Linked DNA regions of Mus musculus: all the other regions are linked to region 3. The links are chromatin contacts, called in public HiChIP or PLAC-seq and promoter capture Hi-C maps. All regions are on one chromosome and are shown on one strand. The core of a region is the stretch at or near the end of the contact, and the rest is flanking DNA. Distances in the headings are between cores, read along the strand shown.

Region 1 (4,803 bases), core at 488-2,987, 1.9 Mb after region 3:
CACTCAGTCAGCTTTCTCCAAGCTGTCTCACACCACTGCACCATATTTTTCTTCACATTACATCACCAGCTGACTTTGTTTCTTTTCTGACACAGGTCTTCTCTGTGTAATGGCCCTGGCTGTCCTAGAACTCACTCTGTAGACCAGGCTGGCCTTGAACTCATAAAGAACTGTCTGCCTCTGCCTCCCAAGTGCTGGAATTAAAAGTGTGTACTACCACCTCCTGGACTTTTGGTGCTTTTTAAAAAAAAGGCCAGGAGGTGGTAGTTCATACTTTTAATTTATATGAATGGTGTTTTATATGCATGCCTCCAAGTGTGTCTGTGTGAGAGTGTCAGATTCTCTGGAACTGGAGTTACAACAAGGTGAGAGCTGCCTGATGGCTGCTGGGAAACACATGGCTATTCCTCCCGTTTCTGCCTACCCTCCCCACTTCAGTTCTTTTACAATGCATTTTTAACCTCAGGACCCTCAAAGGTTAAGCAGCACATGTGCAAAATTTAGCCCCTTCGATTTTGGTACAAGAATAACGGTCTACTTCCCAGTTCAACTGATGCTCAGTTTCAGGGGTGGTGGAGTGGGGGCAGAATCTGTTAAGAACACTGTTTCTATAACATGAGAAAATGGGAAACGTGCTCCACTCGGAAGATGCGGGTTTAGTACAGTACATGGCATCATGGAAGGGGGTACCTATGAAAGTGTGGCAGCTTGTCCAATGCTCAGGAGTTCACTAAGACTTGGAAATAGTCTCTGGGGCAAGTCAGGGTCCGGGCGTTCTTTCCCTGGCCCCTTTACCCTATATATAATAGTCACATGACAGTCCCTTACCTGAGCAATAGGAACCGCACACAGTGTCATGCCAAATCCAGTCAACACAGTTTTGTGCCATGGTTTTATCAATTCTGAGAAACAGCGTTTCTTAGAGTTAGCCAAGACAGGAAAACGCTGTCTGTACCTGGAAACATAAGTCAAAATTTAAAAAGCCCAAAATCAATCTGTAAAAGGCTCTGTGGTCTGCAGGAGTTTTGGACCAAGCAGTAAATGAGACTAAATGAGGAAGTGCCCGCAATCTTCTAAGAAAATAAACCACAGGACGGCCAGTTAAGTCTCGGCACTCGGGAGTCAGGGGCATGCGATCTGAGTTCCACGAGCGACAGGTCAATGCGCGTGGAAGCGTCCCGCCAGGCGGAGAAGTTTCAAAGTCGCCGCAGCCGATTAGCAACTTGACGCCAACGTAAAACTCTCCGGAGTGCGCAGGATTCAGCTTTAGACCCCGGGACCTGGGTTCCAGGTGTCGCCAATGGTCGCCTCCAGCAAATCCCGGGAGCGAGCCGCTGTCGCCGGTGGCCGAGTTTACGGGGACCCGTGCTCTCTCTAACAATGCGCTGCCAGCCAACGCCGTGGCCCGGCTGTCCCTCAGTGTCCCTGGGGACCCCCCAAAGCCAGCCCCCGGGATGCGTGGGAGGAGAACCACTTTCAGGCGCCCGTCCCTGATGGAGGACGAGGGACGAAGGCGGGGGCCCGCCTCTAACTTCAGAAGAAGGCGGGACGCGGCAGCACCACGGCCCGGGGCCGACGCACTGGCCGGCACGGCGCTCCCGGTTCCTCTCCGCCGCCGCCCGCCCTCTGCTACCGCGGCCGTACCTGAACAGAGAGCAGACGCTCCGAGTCACCCAACTTCTCAGAGCCGCCATCCCGCGGCGGACCGACGCCGGACGCACGCGCCGGAAGTGACGCAGCATAGCAAGCAGAAGCGCAAGCGAGGCGGGGCCCAAGGAGCCCGGAGCTTCATGGTCACGCCCCCAGAGGAGGACGCGGTTGCGATTGGACAAACGGAGTGGGCGGGGCCGGGACACCAGGAAACCGCTCTAACGGTCGCACCTGGCTTCCAACCGCTCCGACTTCGTCGCCGGTCCCCGCAGGCTCCAGTGCACGGGTGCTGAAGCCGGGTCGCGCGCCGTGACGCGGGCAGCGGGCTGGGGGGCGAGGCGAGGCGGGGCCGCTCCTGGAAAGGGAGACTGTGTGGCCAGGGAGGGGAAGCTCGGAGCCACGGCGAGGCGCGGTGGGGCGGGGCGGAGCAGGGCGGGGCCGGGGCGCTGTCACTTCAGCACCAAGAAGTAGGTGGTCCAGCCGGCCAGCAGGAGCGCCCCGATGAGCACAGTGTAGCTGAGGAGCACGAAGGCGAGCAGCTCCCGCAGCAACTGCAGCACGTGGATGGTGGACGAGGTCTGCATCGCCCTGCAGAGACCGGGAGCCTGAGCACGCACAGGCTGCACGCAATGAACAGTACTCTTCCAAGGCCAAGGAAGCCCAAAGTGCTATTCTCCCCTACACTGAAAGTCTAAAGCAGTAGTTGCCCCCCACTCTCACTGGCACTTGAACTCAGACAAGGGAAGGAGCCTGGTCTTTTCCAGTCCTGACTCTGTATTAGGCTCCAACCGCCCTCTCTTCCCACCATCTCTTGCATTTTTAATGGAGCTGGTGCCGCTAATGGGCTAGTGGAAGACAGTTTTATTTTCCCTTCACTCAAGCCGCAGCCCTGTCTATGGCCCTGTCTCATAGTGGAGGGGAAGCAGCAGGACATTGCTCATTCCCTCCGTCATTCCCCTGGCCTTGTCGATGATAGATTTTAAGGATTTTTTCTTGTGTGTGCCCCCAGTATGCTTGCCTAATAGCCAGTCAGGATTAAAATTGAAGGGTGTCAAGTGATGGGTACTAACTCGATTTCACTCATATCTTTCTTGATATGCTTTATGCATCTGCCCTTAGCTAATTTCACCTCAGATGCTAAGAGTCACAAGCTAGCTCAAATTCATTGCTGCCTTGCCTAGCAGTTACCATCAATGGCAGCCTCTAGTTTCCCACTCTTCCCAATTTACTTACTTGGCAAAGTTTCCACGACTCTTCCACCTCCACAGCTTCCACAGCCGCTCTCAGGTATGGTGAAAGTAGACTTGTACGCACTCCAGAGATCTGGGCAGAGCTGAGAGGTCTTCAGGCAGCTGGAGCACTCAACAACTAGGTGTGGTCTAGCGACCAATTACAATCTCTGTGTGGTTTCTGAGCTCCCAGGGAGCTGCGCACAGGCAATGCCAGACCAGGCGGGGCATTAACAGCCCTGCCCGCCCTCTGCCTGCATTACCTCCACAGCCTACAGGATGAGGCATCAGCAGTTTCCAGGACTTCTGACTCAAATGGGCTGAACAAGTGGTACACTAGGGGGTATTTCAAGCCCCTTCTTGTCTTGCTTGTCTAAATACTACAGACAGGCTGTACTTCCAATACTGCTAATACTGAGAGCAGCCCAGTTAAGTCTGGGATCTGGCAGAACCACTACACATTCACCAAGACTATCTTAGTAATGGAAAAGCTGCTGTTTTAAGAACGACAAGTGTGAACATGAATATGTGTGTGTGTGAGAACCATAGATGATAGCCCCAGAGCACGTGATCCTAATTTACAAAGTTTAGCAGTTTGCAAACTCAGTGCCCAGGCACTTTCCCAGTATAGCCACTTCTAAATTCAACGACAAAGGTGAGGCCCAGAAGGAGCCAGCTGGGAAAGCACAGAACATGTTCCCGTTCTGATGGAACAAAGGAAAAGTGACCAGGAATAGACAGCGCATCCTTCTGCTTGTACTCGATTATAAAGACTATTATTGACCTCTGAGAAGCAGGCAGTGTGGATGGCAACCCTTTTATAACATCATCATCCAGAAGCAAATGGCTGCTTAATGTAATCAGGATCTCTTATTATCAAATTATTGCCTGGGCGAAGTCTGGGCAAAAACGGGGGCAGGACATCTACACACAGCTCAAGAAGCCAGGGAGTAGTAATTGCTCCCCCAGAGGCCTGGGCAACTAAAGGGCTCCATGTCCTGCCTCATCACCAGAAGGACAGGATGCCTGCCGGGATGTATACTACCACCCAATAACCAGAGTGACAGATGAAAGGGCCAAGTTGTTCAAAACAGGCCTCTCTTCCCTCCTCGCTCACACTTCAAATGGATCGATCCCTCAAGGCAGTTCTGTGTCTTATATTTAATAGCAATCTGCAAACCTGCAAGCTGGGGTATTTTATAGCAATAGATTAACTGAAGCTAAGAAACAGGACATGGGAGCCGACAAGGTGGCTCAGTAGGTAAAGGAGCCTGCTTTCAAGCTTGATGACCTGGATTCAGTCCTCAGGACTCAAATGGTGGAAGGAGAGAACCAACTCTTTGAAAGCTGTCCTCTAGTTTCTACAAGTGTAAATGTGTGTATGTATGTATGTATGTATGTATGTATGTATGTATATATATATGTATATATATGCATGCATGTATATATAAACATACTATACATACACACACACTACATAAATAATAAAGAACTACAACATGGCATAAAATTCACTGTAATCCATCTATAAATGATGAGAATTTTTCCATACTGCCCTTTGCTTCCACAGTCTGGCAAGGTGTCCTCTATGCATCAGATCTGAAAGTACCACTTACAACCTAGAGACAACACTGTGTCTGTATTCCCCTCTTTCCTTTGCTTCAGATACTTAGTTCATTTTGCTGTTTCAAATTTCCTGTGCATTAAAGAAAGGTTCAGCATCTTTGGCCATCAGGGAAATGCAAATTGAAATGAGTCCATCTTACACCTTTTAGAATGGCTATGATCAAAAACATAAGTGACAGCTCCTGCTGGCGAGGATGAGGAGCAAGGGAGCACTCCTCCACTGCTGGTGGGAGCGCAAACCTGGAAGGCACTTAGGAAGTCAATACGGTTTCTCAAAAAATTGGAAATCAATCTACCA
Region 2 (5,029 bases), core at 1,240-3,739, 1.0 Mb before region 3:
GATAAAGGCACACCAACTATGAAGAAGGTAAGACCAGGTATGCTGACCCAGGCTTGTAATTCCAGCACTTGGGAGACCTGAGGCAGGAAGGTCCTAGTTCAAGGCTAGCCTTGGCTATATATTGAGCTCAAGGCCAGCCTGACTTATAAGAGACAGTCTCAACAAATGAAAATCAGAGTCTGTTGTGATGGTGCATGCCTTTAATCTGAGCACTCAGAGGCAGAGGCAGGTGGATCTCTGTGAGTTAGAGGCCAGCCAGAGTGTGTTCCAGGACAGCCAGGGCTATACAAAAATAAAAACCTCTACACATCAGGTAGGGACAGAGGTAATAGGTAACTTTCCTGAGTGCCCACAGTCAGAAAGCCAAGCTTTGTCTCCAGGCCTACATTCCTAACCAGGTGTGGTGACTCTTAAAGTCACCAGGTCTTGTCCTCAGAGAGCAGTAATTACTCTTGGGAATACATAAGATCATCCTGGCTTTGCTGGTGGCCGACAGGAATTCTTCTTGCATGACCTTTGCGCTCCTCTACGGGAGATGTTCAATGAGGAAGAAGCACTTGCACATTCCTTACAACTTATAATCAGAGTCCTTTTCAAAAGCCCCATCCTTCCTTCTCTCCAGGTTTAAACCCTCAGGACTGGCCTGTTCGAGAAGCTGTTTACACAGACCGGCTTCTGCTTACTGAGATAAAAAGAAAGGCAGGACTCAGCAGATCTGCCCGGGGACCTTTGAACTTAGAGACAGCAGCAGGTTGCTGCCTCCAACTGTGGCCAGTGCACCAGACATAGTCCGCCTCCAAACCAATCCTCGGCAGGACAACTGGGCAATGTCTGCCCCCTTTCCAGGAACGATGGATGGGAACATCACCAGGCAGAGACAGCCTGTCTCTCTTAACAGAGGCGGTGGCGGCAGCGGAGATAAACACCACTTTCTGCAGCAGCCTGCTAAGCCTGAAAGACTCTGCCTGGCAAAGTTCCTGCAAGTGGGGGGTGGGGAGGGGGTTGTTCGTTTGTGTTTTTTGTTTTCCTTTTCCAGATTTGAGAATTTATTTTGCTTGGAAATCTCAACAAGGGGAGACAGAAGAGGAACTCCCACAAGATACCCGTCATTTGGCTGCCTAAAGAACTGCAGTGTGTTTTGAATTTTGGCTTAACTCTCTCCTCCCCCAGTGCCTTGCATAGACTAGGCTCACACTTCTAACGCACTCCACAGCAGAGGGATTACAAGGATGTACTTTGAGGCCATGAGGAGGAGGCTCTAACAGTGTGTTCTCGCTATTCACTTGGAAGGCAAGAAGCTCTCCCAACGCATGACAACAGGTTTCTAATGTTCGTCACTAGCATCCTAGGGAGATCCTCCCAGTGGGTTTTACATTTTAACAGCGGGATGCATGACTCCATTCTAACATGCCTGGTCTCACCTCAATGGCTCTCGCCTGGAGTGACTTTGTCCCCACTGTCTAGAAATATTTCCAGCATCACAACTTGGGATTGATTGCGAGGGAGTCCAGAGAGGCTACTGAACATCTACAGTACACAGCTGTAGACCCCACCCACAGGAAACAACCTCCTGGCTCCGACTCAACGGCTCTGCCCTCAGTTGGTTAGCGCCCACTTGATACATGAGGCAGCTTAGCGTGGCCTCTCCCAAGTAAAGAGCCACAAGTAGTCATGGAACGCAGGGGACACTGCCCACTTCAGCGCAGCCCCACCAACTATTCCTAGAAACTGCACTCCACTTAGGCGAAATCCACCAACCGCTTTCTTGTTTTTTGTCTTTGGTGGTAGGGATATCCCTATGGAGCTTTGAAGCTTTGAAGTTGCCATTCTCCTGCCTTTGCCTCCTGAAGAGCCTATGACTTTTCAAAGAGAAAGAAACGGGGCCCAGAGAGGGTAAGTAAACTGTCCAAGGTCACACAGCAGACTCGGAGCTCCTAAGGTCCAGCCCTTTGGCAGACCTTGGTTCTCTCTCTAGCGGAGACCCAGCGAGTCACCCCTGGGGTAAGGTCACCCCTGGAAGAAGGTCCCGGAATCAGATAGCTAGCTGCCATCCTGCGATCTGTCCCCTGAGGCAGACTGACCCAGGCAGGAGTCCCCGGCCAGGTCACAAGAGGACACAGCAGGGAGGTGAGCAGGGAGGAAGGGTCGCTCGGGGGCTCTAGCTCCCCACGATCCCCATCGCGATCCGGGTCGCCCCAGGAAGTCAGGCCAAAGAAAAGGGGTGCAGAGAGAAGGGGATCCGCAAGGAGAGAGCATGCCGGCCACCTCCCAGGGCCCCGCCTCGGGCTTCTGGAGCACTCAGCCCCAGCCCCTTCTCTGCACCTTCTGACCCCTGACCCTTGCCCTCGGGCCAAGATCGCGCACCCCTCGGATCCTTACACGCGCCGTCCCGGGATCCCGCACTGTGCACTGGGTCTGCACAGCGTAGCTCAGCCCGCAGTTGCCGCCGCCAATATCCCCAGCGCGGAGCCTCAGCAGCCGCCACCGCCGCCTCACCGCTGCCACAGCGGCAGCTGCGCCAGCCTTCGCATCCGCCGACTCCTGTCACTCAGCCCCGAAAGCCCCGCCCACGGCCCTAGGCCACAGCCTACTGGCCATCAGAGGGGTCGCAATGAAATTTGACAGGGTAGACTACACGTCACTCAGCGTTCTCACAGCCCTCCTCCCAAAGGGAGGGCGGGGCGAGGAAGCAACACCCCTTTCCTCCCCACCCCACCCCCACCCCCGCCTCACTCGCGCAACCAACAGGAATCCTGCGTCTTTCCATTGGCGAAACGTCAGAGAGGCGGGGATTTTGATTGGCCATCTTTCAGGAGGCGGAGCCAACGCAACCCGATTCGAAGTTAAATGGTGAAAAAGAATGTCAGTCAAACTCAAAGTCCCGCCTTCTAAGAGTGGCTCGTAACCTAGCAACATAAGGGCCGCCGAGTTGCTTAACTGTGGGCCAAGAAACTTGCATCTTGAGGAGCTGGTGAGTGACAGCGGGGAAGCCCCAGGCTGCAGGCTGTGTGCACCTAGTAGGCACGCCGTCCAGTGATTTCTCCCCTCCAGGCGTCCGCGCCCCACTTGCCATCCCGTCCAGCTCCAGGTCCTCACTCCCTTGCCCAACCTCCATCCTGTCCTCCTCTAGGCCTCCTGCAAGCACCATCAAGTATCCTCTTCTGATAGTCTTGCTTCCTGTCTGGTCCACCTGCCATTTCATAGTCCCTCTCCTCATCTCTTACTGATACCATTTGTGAAGTTCACATCGAGTGAACTTAGTTCAAGTAATTGGATGGGTTGGTTTGTTTTGGTGCCCACTGTCCGCACTATGTTCAGAGGTCAGCTTGCTGGGTGCGTGACCCCCTTCAGTGTATGCTTAAAATAAGGATTTGTTGTTTGTTTTGATTTTGGAACAAGGTCTCACTATGTAGTCTCGAACTCACTCTGTAGACCAGGCTAGCCTCAGACTCACAGAGATCCACCAGTCTTTGCCTTTGAGTACTGGGATTAAAAGCATGTGCCACCACCCTTGGTCTAATTAGGTTTTTTCCCCTTTAATTGTTAAAGTTTTATTATCATTATTAATATTATTATCACTATGTCTGCGTTGGTGGGGTATGTGAATGTGAATACAGACAAAGGGTTTTGGATCCTCTGGAGCTAAAATTAATTACGGGTGGGCAGTTGTGAGCCACCTGTCATAGGTGCAGGGGACTAAACTCTAGTCCTTTCAAAAAGCCGTACACGCTCTTTTAAAATAACGTAAAGCTTTATTTATTTTTACTTTATATGTATCTGTGGGTGCCTACGTGTATGTGAGTGCACAAGGTATGTTCACAACGTGTGTGTGCTGTGACTGCCAGGCTAATTGCAGTGATCCCCGCCACGACTTATTCTACCCTAACTCCCTCTGTCTAAGCATTTCCTAGGACATTCTCTTGGCTCATACAACGAATAATTCACATATTTAACATGGGCTTATTGAGTGCTTAGTGTGTGTCTTAGTTAGGTTTTGACTGCTCGCTTTACACCTTGACCAAGGCAACTCTTGTAAGGACAACATTTATTTGGGGCTGGCTCACAGGTTCAGAGGTTCAGTCCATTATCATCAAGGTGGGAGCATGGCAGCATCCAGGCAGGCATGGTGCAGGACGAACTGAGAATTCTACATCTTCATCTGAAGGCTGCTAGCGGAAGACTGACTTCCAGGCAGCTAGGATGAAGGTCTTTTGTTTGTTTGTTCTTGTTTTTCGAGACAGGGTTTCTCTGTATAACCCTGGCTGTCCTGGAACTCGCTTTATAGGCCAGGCTGGCCTCGAACTCAGAAATCCGCCAGCCTCTGCCTCCAGAGTGCTAGGATCAAAGGTGTGCGCCACCACGCCCAGTTTAGGATGAAGGTCTTAAAGCCCACACCCACAGTGACGCACCTACAACAAGGCCACACCCACTCCAACAGGGCCACACCCACTCCAGCAAGGCCACACCTACTCCAACAGGGCGTTCTAAAAGTGCCACTCCCTGGGCCGGGCATATATAAACCATAACAGTATGGTTAGTGACGGCAGTCTGAGTTGCATGAAATCCTGTCTGAAATGGGAGGGCTGGAATGATAGCTTAGACATTTAGACATTACACTGTTTTTGTAGAGGGCCCTCAGTTCCTAGCATTCATGAGTCACAACTGCCTGTAACTCGACTTCAGGTGATCCAGCGCCCTCTACTGGCCCAAAAGACACCTGCACTCATGAACATCATGCATGCACGCATGCATGCACGCGCACGCACACACACTTTTTCTTTGAGGTCCTAGTGAGAGTTCTTGGAATTAAAAGTGATTAAAAATCAAGAACACTTGAAACAGAACATCAGGGTAAAGTATCTCTGAACTTCAGCTTTTATTATAGCAACGGGCTAGATCCTGTAGCCAATGAAAATATTTTAACCTGAATGCTCTCAAATGCAGGAAACTTTTTCCTTTTAATGGACAAAGAAATGCATCTCCTCTTCTACTCTCAGTGCAGGCTTAATTATTGAAAGAATAACGCGGG
Region 3 (4,675 bases), core at 346-2,845:
GCAGAAAGCAAGAGGCTAAGGCTACAACACCGGTGGTCAGCAGTCCATCTGGAGGATGTCCACGTTCAACATGAGATCCGACCACTGCTCCTACCCAGAGTTGCAAGAGACCATGGAATGTTTTGGCTAAGGGCTTACTTTTGGAATCCCAGACAAGAACCCAGACTTCACCTTAACTTGGCTCTTTAGGAACCTGACCAGACCTCAGTCTCTTGAGCTGTGTAGTGGGGATAGTTATAGCATCAAACTCCCAGTTCTAAAGCTTATGGGTTAAAGACTGAATTGTTTAGGACGCTGCCCTGCACAAAGGTTGGGGGAGGGGACTTTTGGGGAACCCGGACTGCAGCTCACACCAAGTGCCAAGTGCACGAGGCCCTGTAGTATCAAGAGACATGGGATCACTGTCGCCCAGCACTGGGAAGCCTGGGGCAGGAGAATTACAAGTTCAAGGCCAGCCTGGACAACTTAGTGAGATCCTGTTTCAAAGAAAAAGTAGAGAGAAAGCTGAAGACCGGAGGTGGTAGCTGCGTGTCTGGCCTGCACAAATCCAAAGTGGGGTGGGAGTGGCTGACGGAAGAACACAGAATTCCGGGCCAGCCTTGGCTACAAAATGAGATCTTCTTTCAAAATAACACATCAAGATATCAGCCCTGACTGCTTTCCCATTTTACAGAAGAGGGCAGCCAAGTCCCACTTGTTGCACAAACAAAAAGAATACTTCACAACCACGTTCTTTCATGTGATTCCAGACTTTACCAAAACTCAAAAAGCTAAGACAACATTCCAAAGTCCCGGTTGGGTAAGAGCGGCCACAGAGGGGTCCTGACCCAGCTTTTGCTTCTGAACTCTGGCTCAGGTCTGCGTGAATCGGGTAGGGGTGTATGGGAGGTCTCGCAGAGAGGAGCTGGGACGGCTGGGCCTTCCTGGGTGAACCCGGACCGCGCGGGGAAGGAGCAGGCTGCATCGATGCGGGGTAAAGAGGCCCAGGACTGTCCCAGGCCGAGAGGCGACACACTGCGGCCACATGGGCAAGGGAAGACGCGCGCAAAGATCGCTGGGCGCGGAGGGGAAACTGAGGCCGCGTCGCCCGCTCCGTCCCGCCCTAGGGCCCGAGGAGGCGAAGTGAGTCTCACCTGGTTGCAGAAGACCTCAGGCTGATGGTTGGGGGCTGGCACCGCGCTGGTGGCGGCGGCGGACAACAGGCGGCTCAGGCGCGGTCCGCGGCGGACAGTGGTGAGTGCGGCGCGCAGCATGCTGAACTGAGCGGAGCTTAACTGACCCGAACTGAACTGAAATGGGCGAGCCGAGCCGAACGGAGCCGAGAGAAGCCTTGCCGATCGGAGGGCGACTGCAGCGTTGAAGAACAAGTCCTCGCCTCCGCCCCCTGCAGCCGCCAATGGGAGGCGGAGACACGGGGGCGTGGTCAGGGAGTCCCAGCCCCTCACGGCCTAAGGGGCGCGACCCCTGGCTCCCAAAGCCAAGTCAGAGATGGAGTTTGCAGAACCCTGAGAAAGCCTAGCCAGAGTGGTGTGCGCTCCTAGCAGGGTGGCTGGCGCCTAAGGCTCACATCTGTGCAGATATGGCGGCGAAGAGAATTCATGAATGCGGTTATTCCATGAACAGCCTGGGACTGGGCACTTGAGGTGCAGGACGTCATTGGCTAGAAAGAGACGTGGACGCCTGGTCACTTGTGTGCCTTTCAACCAGGTGAACGCATCACTAGGCTAAGGAGATGGTGAGAATCTTGGCAGGGGCTTCTGGGTAGTGCAAAGAGAAGTGTTTTGAAACCCAGGAGCCCCAAACTGGGTGGAGCCCTTGGAAGCTGAGGCCCAGCCTGTTTCTGAAGCACCCAGAAGGAGGAGACTGCTGTGTATGAGCATCGCCCTGCTTTGGTGACTCGAAGGATATTGTCACCCGCGCTGTAATAGCCAGTGACCAGACAAGGTGTCTGGGCGCGTTTCCTCGTGTGCCTCTCATTTTAGCACCGGACAGCTGAAGTTGTTCCGGACTCCGCACCGTTAGCACAAAACATGAGGAAAAAAGCATTTAAGGACCTCACAGGCTGGTCACATGACCCACCGTAGGTGCAAAGGAATCTGGGAAACTGAGAACGCTGTTGGGAGAAATTAAAAAGGAGCCACTGAGCAGACTTCCAGATTCCCCCCGGGGGTCTGCACATACAGAAATCCAAAAGATATGCTCGAATTTCATATCTCCCTGGAGACTGTGCAGCTCTGTATTAGTCAATCAGGTCAGAATGAAAGCTTGGCTCAGAGAGACACACAGGACCCCTTTGTTTTCAGAATTAAAAAAGAAAAACAGCAGAAAAATGGGTCTGGGTCTTTAATCTCAGCATTCAGGAAGTATTTATTTTATGTTTATGAGTACACTGTAGCTGTACTGATGGTTGTGAGCGATCATGTGGTTGCTGGGAATTTGAATTCAGGACTTCTGCTTGCTTGCTCAGGTCGGCCCCGCTGGCTTCAGTCTAAAGATTTATTTATTATATATCTAAGAACACTGTAGCTTTCTTCAGACACACAGAGGATGTCAGATCTCATTACTGATGGTTGTGAGCCACCATGTGGTTGCTGAGATTTGAACTCAGGACCTTTTGAAAAGCAGTCAGTGCTCTTAACCTCTGAGCCATTTCTCCAGCCCTAGCATTCAGGAAGTAGAAGCAAGCAAATCTCTAGAAAGCTCGAGGCCAGCCTGGTGGTCTACATATGAGTTCCGGCTAGCCATCAATATATACATACATACATATATATATGTATATATATATATCCCTTCAAAAGTTTCACCTGCAGGGGCCCTCTGGGTGTGTTTGCTTGTTCTGCGTGGCAATTCGCCCTTGTGCAGAAGTAAACCATTTTGCCTTGCCAAATGTGGATCGTGAATCTCCACACCCATTTCCTGCAGGAAGGTGTCCCCATTCACTGTTTGTAAAAGGGCTACTTGCTGTCTCATTGACTACAGGCCCATTACCATTTAAAGAATTTTCTATGGGTGACATTTAGGTGGCTTCCAATCTTGGGGGACTACAAATAATGCCCCGGTTTGTAGAGCCACTAAGTCATGGGACATTTCCTAATTAAATACTGATAGTGCTATATACAGGCTCCTCCTCCATTTATGATTGGGTGTGGCCTTTAACTCTTCTCAGGTTGGAAGTATCACAAATCAAGAATGTGTTGAAAGTCTACTTTCGGGCTGAAGAGATGGCTCAGCTGTTAAGAGCACCGACTGCTTTTCCAGGGGTCCCCAGTTCAATTTTCAGCAACTACATGGTGGCTCAGAACCATCTGATGCCCTCTTCTGGTGTGCCTGAAGACAACGGCAGTGCACTCATATACATAAAATTAAAAAAAAAAAAACCTAAAACAAACAAAAAAAGACTTTTAAGAAAGTCTACTTTCTCGTGGTACCTGCCCTGTAACATCAGCATTCAGGAAGTGGAGTCAGGAGGATCAGGAGTTGAAGGTCAACCTGAGCTACATAAAGAGTTCTAGGCTAGTCTGGGCTACAGGAGACTCTATTTCAAACAAACAAATTACTTCCACACCCCTACCACAGAACACAGCTTATCTATTGTCACTGCCGTGCTGTAAATCCTACTTATCAAAAGTCAGTAAAAAGACTGGGTAGGATGGGACCCCAGTGTCGGACAGTGCCACCGCCCTATGGGAATCCATCCTGTTGCGTGCCAAGAGAAGCACAGGGAAGAAGAAGATAGTGCAGGTTGCTCAAAGTCACGTGTCCTTCCCCACTGGGTACCAGGACAGTTCCTGATGGACACAGGATGGTCGGATCTGAAGAAGCCAGGGGTGATCATCAGATCCTTCCCTTGTATCTTCTGAAGCCATGGTGTTCTCTCTCTCTCTCTCTTCTCTCTCTCTCTCTCTCTCTCTCTCTTCTCTCTCTCTCACACACACATCTATTCTTGTGGGAGACTCCACTGGGAGTCCATGGATGTTGGGGGAACTTTACCTTGAATGGATGGTAAACTTTTCTAAGAGGTTCCTCAGATCAATTCTCCTGATAAATGCAGGAGGAACTGAGAACGGGAAGCAGGAAACTCCGGACAGCTTCCCAGAGCCAGCAAGTGCAGTTTTGCCCAGCCAGGGTCACTTTTATTGTTACAGCTACTGTGTTATCAGCATCTCCAGTTCAACAGAGAAGTGCGCCTCTCAGGCAGCATGCTCACAGCTAAATGAAGCACAGCAGGGCTCTCTGTACTCAGAAAGCAGACTTCGGTGCGGGAACATTATGTACCTAACTATTCCCTGGAAACTGAGGCAGGTGGCGGGCACCCCTGTGTCCCTTCTGCTCTTTCTTGCATTTGTTGGCATCCCCAGTGTCCTTGAGAAATATCAACACTGGATGTCTGTGCACCCACGTCCCGAGCTCATTACATTCTCAATTCAAACCAACCCCAAGTGTGAAAAGTGAAGGAGTCGTGTGTGTGCACATGTGTGTGCACGTGCACAAGTGTCTTAGTCAGGGTTTTCATTCCTGCACAAAACATCATGATCAAGAAGCAAGTTGGGGAAGTAAGGGTTTATTCGGCTTACACTTCCACATTGCTGTTCATCACCAAGGAAGTCAGGACTGGAACTAAAACAGGTCAGGAAGCAGGAGCTGATGCAGGGGCCATGGAAGGATGTTACTGGCC
Region 4 (5,307 bases), core at 2,446-4,945, 1.5 Mb after region 3:
GAGGCTGGGCCCCTGGCGTCCAAGTGAAGCCACTGCGAAGGCCTCTAACCCCAAGTGGGGACAAAAGGGGAGACCCGCCCCTCCGGCTCGACTACCAAAGGACGTCTGGGGGAGGCAGGGGTGGGTCTCCCGAAGCCAAGTGGCAGTGAAGGGAGGCTGGAGCAGCCTCTTAGCCCTTGGCTAACTACTGGCTCCTGTTCCGAGGCAGAACGGCAGGCAGTGCAAGCCAGAGCGAGGCCTCGTGCCCGTGTGGGCCTTGGGAGGCCGGGGCTGCCACGGAGATCGGGGTCCCTCACCCGCCTCCAGGGGCTCGCCCTACCCGGCCTCGGCTCCCCCCGCGGCCGCCACTGCCCGAACCGCGCCTGGGGGGAGGGGCTCGGGGGGATCGAGTGCGGAGAATTAGGGTGCGCGACGCCCCCCGGGGCCTAAGGCCCCCCGAGACCCGTCACCAGGATCGCGGGCGCCGTGCCTGGCAGGCTGTTAGGGCCCGGGGCTGCCTCTCGGCTCCCAGCGACAACCAGGGAAAAGCAGGATGGCGGAAGGAAGGAGGAAAGCCGGCCGCCATTAGCCAGAGAGCAGTATTGAATGGCCCGGCGGCTTCAGCCTTGGCTCCAACCCGACCCAGCCCTCGGCTCGGCTCAAAAACCTGAAAATAAAACTCGTGTTTGAGAGGGAGGAGCGAGCGCGGCCCGGAGGACAAGCAGCGCCAGGCTGCAGGCGGGAGAGAGATGCTGCGTCATGATGCCAACATGGACGCCGGCCTTTTGTCCTTTTTCTCTTTGGAAGAGCAGGCGAGCCCCGGAGCCCCGAAAAGCTGGCTTCCGGGGGACAGAAACCCCCACAATCAATCAGGAACGAGACTTTAAGATGGGTGGGAAGGTTTCCTCGCTTTTTTCAGCCCCTCCATCTCCAAAACACTTCGATTTCTTCTCTGCCACTAAGGTGCAAACCTGAGGCGAGCCAAAGGGACTAGCGCAGGCGGCTCCATGGATGCCCCAGGGTACTGGGGACAGGCTCTCTTCGCCTTTGGGTGCAAAAGAGGCAGAGGGGTCTGGAGAGCCCTAGTCCCCTCACCCACCCACTGCAATCGGCTGCCAAGCTCAAGCTCAAGAAATCCCAGCTCCCAATCATCTGCAGCCCATGGCCTGCTCAATCGAGAGTTCCTCGAAGGGGGAAAAAGACACTTGAAAACAAATTTTTTTAGTCTAGTTTTTTACTTACCCACTCAGCCCGGCGCCATGGCGTCTAGAAGAAAAAGCTGGCCGGCGCTTTTGGAGATATTATAAAAATAACAGGTCTTTTTTTGGGAGGTGGGGGATGTTTGGTTGTTTAGTTGGGGGGAAACCTGGGGTTCTGGTGTCCCTTTGTTACCTTCTTTGTAAGTTACACTCGTGGTATTTCTGCTCCTTCCACGACTGCAAACTTTCCAGGGTTGGGCTGGCAAAAAGGCGGCTTCGCTGAGGGCTGTTTAGTGCTCTGGATTTACCAATGGTGTGATCGTCATTAAGAAACAAAAGGCGAAAACACAAGTCAAATCAAAACAAAAGGCAAAACCAGCCATCCCAACCGCCACAGAAAATACCACCGACTCAACGTAGGTGTTTGGCTTGAACCGGCTAAGGGCTTGTTTTCCAGTTTTAATCTAGTTTTCAGAGGCGGCTTTCAGTCTTTTTTTATACAAAAGGTCTTCCTTTCTCTTACCCTCCACCACCCCACACCCAGTTCGAGAAAAACAGCTGTTTTTCTTCAAATAGATCGATTTTCAAAGAGTGTACGAGCTACTGGGAAGAAATCTGAATAGCAACTATGGCTGTAAACATTTTTTTTTTTCCAAAAAGCTCGAAGCTAAAAAATCGTAGCTTTATAGAAGCAAAAACGTCTAAAAGCATTTTAACTGACTTACATCAGACAAAGACAAAGACATACATGCAGATGAAGCTTCCGAAAATTCAGGACATCTCAGGCGACAGTAACACGAGAACGGCAGTGCAGTTAAGGACAGAATGGATTGGGTACTTACAATGTAAAAGGTTTTTAGAAAATTTAACAGTAACAACAGCTCACAGTTTTTTTGTTATTGTTGCCGTTTCGCTACAACTATACATTTAAAACATTACCTTGTTAAAAAATAGAATTAATAAGATGGTCAGGCTTAAGTGTTTAATAGAGGAAACTATATTTAAAAATTTATTGTTCAGTCAAGAGAATACAGATTAAGACAGCTCCAAGCTCTCCCACCCACCCACCCGAGAAAAAAAAAAAAGGAAAAAAATTAAATATGTCATTTACTTAGGTTTTTTTGAATTCAAAACTGTTAACTGCTGACATTAATAGTGTGCTATGACCTAGTTATACAAGACAAAGATGGATTCCAAGTCATAAGGAAAAATCCAGATCTTTTTAAAAGGTCTTCATTCTTCCAAGTGTGAGTCCTTTGGCAAATGTTAAACACATTCAGGCGTCCTGAACTGGATGGTGGAGTCAAAGGAAAAGCATTCCCCATTTGCAACAAAGGAAAAACCCACTTGGCCATTTAATTCCATTGCAGAAAAATGGCTCCCTCATCTGTTGGCCTCTCCTTGGAGTCTGATGAAGGATGTTTTGAGATCAGCGTCTAATAACTCAAGCCCTATAGAAGCCGCGCGCTGATTGGCTGCCGCACCCTGCCGCCCTGCTCCAGCCAATTACCTACCCACGGCCAAATTACAAACCCCGAAAAGAGCCCCAATATGAAATACACCACCACGAAGCCCCGGCGAGGCGGCTGCTTCGCCTCGGCAGCCCGAGAAGAGAGACCGAGGGCGTCTGCAACCAGATCCACGCGAAAAGCCGGGGAAGCCTACGAGTTGAACTCACAAAATGGAAGCCGAGCGCTGATTGGCCGCCGCCACTCCCGGACCTTTAATAAAGAAAGGGGAAGGAAAATGATAAATGCAAAAAAGGGGACTCTCTGTCGCTGGTGGCTGGAGGAAGGAGGGAGGGAGAAGCATGTGTTCAAGACAATTACTGGGCGCTCCCCTCCAAAAATAAAAACAGAAAGGCAAAAAATAAAAACGAAAAAATAAAGAGAAAGAGCTATCTTCCCCGTCCAGGCGAGGGTTGTATCCTCCCAGGAATGTGAAGGCTAGTGTGGTTCCAAACCTTGGTTTCCCTTCCCCAGCACAGCTCCTGGGAGGGAGGGGGCGTGCGGGCCAAAGAGGAAGCGGGATCGGAGATACCTCGATTGCAAACTCGTTTGGGGTCGACGTCTGCCTCCCCTCCAGGCTTCTAGTAGTCATACACACGATCACCCCCCACTCGAAACCCAGCCCTTTTCGCCGAGACTCCACGCGTCCACCACCGGCCTGGGCAGTTTGGAAACAGTTTGGGAGGCCCTGGGGGCGCACACCGTGGAGTCTTCCGTAGCTGGAAGGGTAGCCCCAGCCGCGGGGGAGATAGAAGCCGTGGAGACCCCCCTCTCCCCCGTCAGCCAAGCCCCCCACCTCAGTCCCAGCAGAATAAATAAATTAAAAGGCCTTCCCCCCGGGGAAGGGGGGGGAGGCAGTGTGGGAGCGCGCGAGTGAGGGGTGGGGGGCCGCTGGGGCCCGGGGCTTTGGCGGCGCAGCTGCCGCCGCCGGGAGAGTGCCTGGGGAAGCGGCGAGGAAGGCGAGGGGAGGAGGAAGAGGAGGAGGAGGAGGAAGAGGAGGAGGGTGAGCACTCGGGTCGGGCTCCTTAGCGGTGTATTGTGGGATGTGCGGCTACTGGGAGCCGAGCCTCCGCCGCCAGCCGCCTCCCGGGCAGCAGCAGCAGCAGCAGCGGCGGCGGCAGCAGCAAGGGCAGCGGCAGCTCGGGGCCCGGCAGCCGCTAAGGCGGCGTCCCCCCCATCCCGGCCCCCGGTCCGGCCGCCCCGGCCTCGGCTCCCGCGGGGGACACCATGTACTGGCTGGCGGCGCAGGGAGGCCGGCGCCCGGCGGGGATGTAAGCGCGGCGCAGGGAAGGGAGGAGAGAGAGAGAGAGAGAGAGAGAGAGAGGCCGCGGTCAGAGGAGCCGGGCAGCCCGAGCCCCCGGCCCCCGCCCGGGCGGGCGACGCCAGGCCCTGCCGCGCGCCCCGCTCCCGAGCCGGGCCGAGCGCCACGCCGGGCGGCTGGCGGCACCATGGGCCGGAGCCCGCGTCCTCCGTGCGTCCCGGACCGCGCCAGCCCGCAGCGGGGGCCCCGGGCAGCCCCTCGCTGCCAGCCGGAGACGGTGGCCGAGCGGGCGGGCGCGTAAACCCTCCGGAAAGGGTTTATTCTCTCGCTCCATTCTTAGATTTTTTTTCCTCGGGAGGCGGGGGGGGGGGGGAGAGGCAGCGAGACAAGCTTTCGGGGCGCGCTGGTAAGGTGGGAGGGGGGTGGGGGCCAGCCGATTGGATTCTCGGGCGAATGTGTAGAAGCGTCGGAGAGGACAACAACTTGCTTGGGTTTCAGGTTGGGTTAACGGCATGGAGAACAGTCACCCCCACCACCACCACCAGCAGCCCCCGCCGCAGCCCGGCCCTTCGGGCGAGAGGAGGAACCACCATTGGAGAAGTTACAAGTTGATGATTGACCCGGCTCTGAAAAAGGGGCACCATAAACTGTACCGCTACGATGGGCAGCATTTCAGCCTGGCCGTGAGTAGCCGGCGCGCCTTCCCGCCACCCCCACCCACCCCCGGTGGAGCCCCCAGACAAGAGGCGAACGGAGGGGGACCCCTCTTCCAGCTACCTGGGCCAACTGTCAGCCAGGACTCCCTCCCCTCAGCCTGGAGTGGGACTGGTGCCTTGAGGGGGGGGGGTCTGCCCCTGCCCCTGGGGAGGGTGCCAGCCCTTCTATACTGAACCCCCTGTCTCTGCCCACAGATGTCCAGCAACCGCCCGGTGGAGATCGTGGAAGATCCCCGGGTGGTCGGAATCTGGACCAAAAACAAGGAGCTGGAGCTGTCTGTGCCCAAATTCAAGGTAGGACCCCTCCTCTCTGTCTTATGGTCCCTCCCCCCCTCCTTCCCCGAGTTCGAAAATAACGCCAGTCCTGACCAAGCCCAGCCGGATTCTTAGTTCCCGCCGTCCAGGACTGGGAAGTTTTGGCGGGGAGGGGGGAGAGGGGTGTCCCCTCCGGGCCACTGTAAACAAAATAACACTCGGAGAAACTGTAACGAGGGCACTGAGACTGTATCATGCCGGCAGAGCTGGGGGCTCCCGGTCCCCACCTGGGTCCTTGCGCACCCAGGGCCCTGGCTCAGGGACCCGCCCCCCTCCCAACCCTTTGGCTTTAAAGGGGACAACTTCCTAGACCAGAGGGTCGTCTGGGA

The links. Promoter capture Hi-C pulls out the DNA fragments that hold promoters and counts their contacts. HiChIP or PLAC-seq counts read pairs in DNA pulled down with a chosen protein or histone mark.
Region 1: a contact with region 3 is called in a promoter capture Hi-C map of pre-B cells, with 2.2 times the contacts expected there. The contact joins the promoter of Diablo here to the promoter of Aldh2 in region 3. A contact is called at or near these places in 1 of 39 promoter capture datasets (pre-B cells) and 1 of 115 datasets of contacts at active chromatin or transcription factors (pancreatic cancer cells).
Region 2: a promoter capture Hi-C map of liver shows a contact between it and region 3, with 5 times the contacts expected there. The contact joins the promoter of Tpcn1 here to the promoter of Aldh2 in region 3. A contact is called at or near these places in 2 of 39 promoter capture datasets (liver and pre-B cells).
Region 4: an H3K27ac HiChIP or PLAC-seq map of bone marrow-derived dendritic cells shows a contact between it and region 3, with 6 times the contacts expected there. The contact joins the promoter of Setd1b here to the promoter of Aldh2 in region 3. A contact is called at or near these places in 1 of 39 promoter capture datasets (cranial neural crest) and 1 of 115 datasets of contacts at active chromatin or transcription factors (bone marrow-derived dendritic cells).

What each region holds. Positions count from the first base shown.
Region 1 is chr5:123,522,427-123,527,229 of GRCm38.p6, forward strand. It overlaps Diablo (diablo, IAP-binding mitochondrial protein), which reads right to left and starts at 1,738. Exons shown (of 6, transcript NM_023232.3): 1 at 1,645-1,738; 2 at 829-955. The coding sequence starts at 1,694. Mir7647 (microRNA 7647) reads right to left here and starts at 269; the gene lies at 211-269.
Region 2 is chr5:120,586,124-120,591,152 of GRCm38.p6, forward strand. It overlaps Tpcn1 (two pore channel 1), which reads right to left and starts at 2,490. Exons shown (of 28, transcript NM_145853.2): 1 at 2,380-2,490. It overlaps Iqcd (IQ motif containing D), which reads left to right and starts at 2,900. Exons shown (of 5, transcript NM_029408.2): 1 at 2,900-2,971.
Region 3 is chr5:121,592,229-121,596,903 of GRCm38.p6, forward strand. It overlaps Aldh2 (aldehyde dehydrogenase 2, mitochondrial), which reads right to left and starts at 1,596. Exons shown (of 13, transcript NM_009656.4): 1 at 1,134-1,596. The coding sequence starts at 1,253.
Region 4 is chr5:123,138,498-123,143,804 of GRCm38.p6, forward strand. Setd1b (SET domain containing 1B) reads left to right here and starts at 3,696. Exons shown (of 17, transcript NM_001040398.2): 1 at 3,696-3,957; 2 at 4,446-4,630; 3 at 4,859-4,957. The coding sequence starts at 4,460. It also overlaps a transcript of Rhof not described here.